2 separate regions of the Zea mays genome follow, and region 1 is linked to region 2. The links are chromatin contacts, called in public Hi-C maps. All regions are on one chromosome and are shown on one strand. The core of a region is the stretch at or near the end of the contact, and the rest is flanking DNA. Distances in the headings are between cores, read along the strand shown. Region 1 holds the start of LOC100274523 (UDP-glycosyltransferase 83A1). Region 2 holds the start of LOC100284241.

Region 1 (2,700 bases), core at 70-2,569, 210 kb after region 2:
CTCTCCCGCCCGGAACTGGTTGGTGTACCATCATAGACACGCAGTCTGTGGCGTCATGCGCTCAACATCTGCTGCAAACTGATGGTCAGTTTCCGTCAACTGCCAGCCATTCTCTCTGCCTCCACAGACTGCGTTTCTCCACCGCTGCCTTGTGCAGCACAGCACAGCTTCGACAGTTCTTTGATTCGTCAGTGCTGCTCGCCTACGCCAGAACCGGCCGCCAGCCCCTCATTCATCGAGGCATTCGCGCTATGGCTACCAGCACAACGTTTTGTACTGCCGCTTGATGCCATGAATTGCCGTGGAAAATATTCCAGGGGAAAATCCAATCTAAATTGTCCTAGGGCCTTTTCTAAATGCGATATTAGGAGCTCTATCTTTTAATTTTCAAAGAATAAAAACGACCGGGTTGTGAGGGAAACCAGGCTTAAAAACATTATAGACGCACGGTTCATTAAATGGAAAGCTAGCAAAAATAATCAAACATGATAACCTAAAAGACAAAGCCTAAGATTATCTCCAGCAACTTAGAGGGTGTTTAAATGCAATAGAATTAATAGTTAGTTGACCAAAACGGCGTTTTGGCGAAAACCCATCATCATCCTCATATCCAAACTCCAATCTTTAAATAATTCAATCCACATGGTTAATGGAATCACACACTGCCACAGACTTGCAAACAATCCCTGACCTCTCAAGAAAGTGAACTTATTGTGCCATTGTTGACATATTTTTGGACTAAACAATCTCTGGAACCTGCTCGTATGGAATAGGAGTATAGGACCTTGGTCCTCAGGCACCAAACCGTCCGTGACTACGCAGAGAGCTCCGCTCTTCTCTCGGACGTGCGCCCCTCCCCTGTGTCGGCTCGAGGATGAAGAAGGGAAAGATCTCTTATTAGGTCTGTTTGGATTTGTTTGGACGTAACAGATACCTAAATAGATATTGAACTTTTAAGAGATATATTTTAAAAGTTTATGGATCGTGTTGATACAATAGCACAAGTTTAGGGATCGAAAATACATTTTTACTCGTGGACTAAAAGTACAATCATTGAGAAACAATTTTTTAATGCTATAATTGCACTTATTTAGAATACTGCAAATTCTTTTTTGGGAATATATCCTGTTGACATTTTTTTTGGGGTACAGTTCCGATGGCTTGTTCTCTAGCGCCGCGCAAAGATAGCGCTAGACGTTAGTCCATTCCTCTGATGCAAGGCATGACGCATCTGTGTCGATGAGTTCGCCTTCCTATTCAGCCACAGGCGGCTATTTATGCACCTCCTATCCACAAGGAGTGGGCCGTTGCAAGCGACACGACCTCTGAGCAGTGACACTGACAGTGCAGCTCGGAGCTCACGATCGCCCTGTAGCTGTAGCCGACCAGCAGCCGTTTACCAGCACGTCAAACTCCAAGAGTGTCTTCAGCCACCCTGCTCCATGGCGGCGGCTCCTCATCGGCCTCGTGTAATGATGCTGCCCTTCGCCGCGCAGGGCCACGTCATGCCCCTCATGGAGCTCTCCCACCGGCTCGTCGAGCACGGCTTCGAGGTCGTCTTCGTGAACACAGACTTCAACCATGCCCGCATCCTCGCGACCATGGCAGGAGCGACCCCCGCTGGCGGGATCCATCTGGTCTCCTTCCCGGACGGCATGGACCCCGACGGCGACCGCACGGACATCGGCAAGGTGCTCGACGGCTTGCCGGCGGCGATGCTCGGCGGCCTCGAGGAGACGATCAGGTCCAGGGACATCAGGTGGGTGGTGGCCGACGTGTCCATGAGCTTCGCGCTGGAGCTCGTCCACACGGTGGGCGTGCGTGTCGCTCTCTTCTCCACCTACTCGGCCGCCACCTTCGCGCTGAGGATGCAACTTCCCCGGATGCTAGAGGATGGCATCCTCGACGAAACAGGTAAGAGCCCAGAGCCCCAGAGCCGTCGTCATTACTCTAGCAAACCACGTCGTCGTAAGATCAGAACGTACGTGATGATGGTGCTACGTTCGCAGGGAACGTGAGAAGGAACGAGAGGGTCCAGCTAGACTCCAAGATGCCGGCCATCGACGCCTCCAAGCTTCCCTGGACCAGCCTCGGCAAGAGCCCAGAGTCACGGAGAGCCATGATCCAGAGCACGCTCACGACCAACCCGACACTATCGCTCGCCGAAACCATCGTCTGCAACACGTTCCAGGAGGTCGAGTCCGTGGCGCTGGCCCGCCTCCCCGTACCGGCGGTCGCCATCGGCCCGCTGGAGGCGCCCAAGTCGGTGTCGTCGGCGGCGGCGGCCGGCCATTTCTGGGCGCAAGACGAGGCCTGCCTCCGCTGGCTCGACGCGCAGGCTCCCGGCTCGGTCGTGTACGTGGCGTTCGGGAGCCTGACGGTGTTCGACGCGGAACGGCTCCAGGAGCTGGCAGACGGGCTGGCGCTCACGGGGCGGCCGTTCCTGTGGGTGGTCCGGCCGAACTTCGCCGACGGCGTCGGCGAGCGCTGGCTCGACGGGTTCCGGCGCCGCGTTGGAGAAGGCAGGGGCCTGGTCGTCGGCTGGGCTCCCCAGCAGCGCGTGCTCGCGCACCCCTCGGTGGCGTGCTTCGTCACGCACTGCGGGTGGAACTCCACCATGGAAGGGGTGCGGCACGGCGTCCCGTTCCTTTGCTGGCCCTACTTCGCCGACCAGTTCCTGAACCAGAGCTACATCTGCGA
Region 2 (2,700 bases), core at 3-2,502:
GGCATTTCCCGGAACCAATACCTATCGTCTTTCAATCAGTTGAGTTAAAAATGTTAAATGGGTTGGGAAATATCCGATGGCTTTTTTTGCTTTCATTGGTAAATAAGCCAGTTCAGTTTCGTGCTCGTGGCAAGAAATGCTAGCGCTAGCAACAAACGACAGCATGTCATGCCCTCTATATATCTCTAGTTCTCTACTACTAATTATATCTGTCTGTCAACAAAATCGAGAAAGGAGTGCGAGAAGTGGCAATGCCGTGCAAGGATTACCTTGGGGTCGCAGGGTACGTGCAGCCATTGGCGCCTGCAGCCACGAGAGAGAGACAGTGTGAGGGGGAGTCAAAACGCGGCGTCAGGAAGGAACCCCAACCGAGCGTCCGAAAAAACGAGCTGCGCGTGCGCGTGCGCGTGCGCGTGCGGTTGACTCACTCGGGTCGACGTTGCTGAGCGCGGCGGTGCCGGAGAAGACGCAGGCCTGCGGGTTCTGGCCGTTGCGCTGGTAGAAGCTGTTGGCGGCGTAGGAGCAGTGGGCCTTGACGGTGTCCGGGGCGAAGCAGGCGCCGCTCTGCAGGATGGGCTTGCAGTCGGCGCCGCCGCCGCACGCGTAGTCCAGCGTCTTCTGCAGCGCGCTGTCCGCCAGGTCCGACCGGCACACGCACCACGCGCCGTCTTCCGGGTTCCAGGGACGGCCACGAGAGACAATAATGACAGCCAGCGGCGGCGGGAGACGAGTTTCAGAAAGAAAGAAAAAAAAGGATTGCGAGAGGATGGAAACCCACCCACGGCGTGTGGCTATAAAATCAGCGAGAGAGGAAGAGGAGGGAGGGAGGGGCGCGTAACACACCTGAGCGGCCGGCGAGCGCCGCCGTGGCCACCGCCACCAGCATGAAGAGGCGAGCTGTGTCGGCCATGGATGCTGTGGATGTGAGGCGGCAGGCGACGGCGGTGAACAGGCTCAAGGTACCCCTACAGTGCGGCCGGCGACGAGCCTTGTACAACTCTCTCTCTCTCTCTCGCAGTCTCGCTTCCCTTGAAGCCTTGAACTCAAGTGACGAGGAGGAGGATTTAAATGCAGCAGCTTGGACAGCGCCCAGTTCTGTGGGTGGCGTGTCCCGTAGCATCGGGACGGGAGGGACGCAGTGCACTCCGTTCCAACGCAGCCGCTGCGCACCCTGTCCAGCGGACCAGCGCCAGTGCCAGAAGGCAGTGTGGCTTTTCATGAACGGTCAAAAAAACGCATGGCCAGTGCCTGCCTGTGGGGCTGGCTGGGTCATGGCATTGGCATGGCAATATGGCAGACACGCTGGCCAGTGCTGTACCACTGCGCGACGGGGTCCACCAGGGCCGCAGTAAATGCGATCAGTACTGTAGGAGTATTTTATTTTAAGAAACAACAGTACTCTGTGTGACAGTGTGAGTAGGCCTGGGCATTCGGTTCTTCGGTTCGGTTCGGTTCGGTTCGGTTCCTCGGTTCTTGTAGAAATTCGGTTCTTCAAAAACTAGAACCGAAATAGCAAGATAAAGAAATCAGAACCGACTAGTTCGGTTCTCGGTTCTTCGGTTCGGTTCCTTGGTTCTAACCGAACTGTAACAGCCACTCTAAAATTATGAATAACGACAACTTTTGTGAGAAATTTCAGCAACATCTCCCCACAAACAACAACAAGTGCACAATGACTATAATTTCATAGATAATACATGGATGATTAGAGATTCAACATAAGTCAATAACACAACATCCGAAGTTACAAACACATGTAACAAATTGAATCTAATACTTTTGGGTTTTTCGGTTCTTTCGGTTCTTTGGAGTGCAGAACCGAAAATATCTCATTTATTTCGGTTCTCAAAAAACCAGAACCGAAATTCATAACGGTTCCTTCGGTTCGGTTAGTTCGGTTCCGGTTCTCGGTTATTTCGGTTCGGTTCCTCGGTTCCGGTTCTTTTTGCCCAGGCCTAAGTGTGAGGACTCCGGACACTACAGATTTTGTGGTGGCTGAAAGCCTGAAACCCAAACCAACAAACATGCCCCAGCCCCAGGTCTATGTAAGCAATCCCTAAATGCACCAATGGTTAATAAACCACCTTGAAATGTTTGATGCACATCTAAATAAATTTCCAATTTTTATGGCAACAACTTCTATGTAAGCAATCCCTAAATGCAAGCGTGTATGACTCTTGATATGTTAAATCATGATCTAACCATGTCACGTTTAACACTTAAACTCTTCCACCACCGGCTCAAGTAGCTTTAAAAAATCTCTAACAAACCACAATACAACTATGGTTGGATCATGTTATAAAGAATCAAAGGATCGCTTGCACCTTTGTACCTAAGTACTACTAGCATAGCAGTCGATAGTGTTAAGTAGGTTAAGTTACCTCCGTAGTATGTTAGGTTATCTGTCCGAGTACTGGTAGTCTCGGCAAGAAGAAACACAAGCAACATGCAAAAAGAGTTGCGCTTATGTTTTTTGCGGGGCCGTGGTCGACAGTTCATTTCAGTAGAGCACAAACTAGGATGCGTAAAATGAGCATTCAGCCTTTTAAACTCACGAATTTCTCTCCTTCGTAGGTCAATATGTGCATCGCCATATGCTATCTGCTGTAAAACTGTCTCAGGTAGATAGGGTAAAATAGGGGACTGGAACTGTAGATTACACTTTTTGTATAGTTTGAAATAGATGATACAACAGGAGAT

Evidence for each region. A called contact is a pair of places that touch in the nucleus more often than the background predicts.
Region 1: a Hi-C map of ear shows a contact between it and region 2, with 2.0 times the contacts expected there. The contact joins the promoter of LOC100274523 here to the promoter of LOC100284241 in region 2. A contact is called at or near these places in 2 of 25 Hi-C or Micro-C datasets (ear and leaf).

The regions. Positions count from the first base shown.
Region 1 is chr1:284,773,671-284,776,370 of Zm-B73-REFERENCE-NAM-5.0, forward strand. LOC100274523 (UDP-glycosyltransferase 83A1) reads left to right here and starts at 1,320. Exons shown (of 2, transcript NM_001317058.1): 1 at 1,320-1,914; 2 at 2,010-2,700. The coding sequence starts at 1,443.
Region 2 is chr1:284,566,430-284,569,129 of Zm-B73-REFERENCE-NAM-5.0, forward strand. It overlaps LOC100284241, which reads right to left and starts at 1,253. Exons shown (of 4, transcript NM_001157136.2): 1 at 844-1,253; 2 at 429-668; 3 at 270-303. The coding sequence starts at 1,219.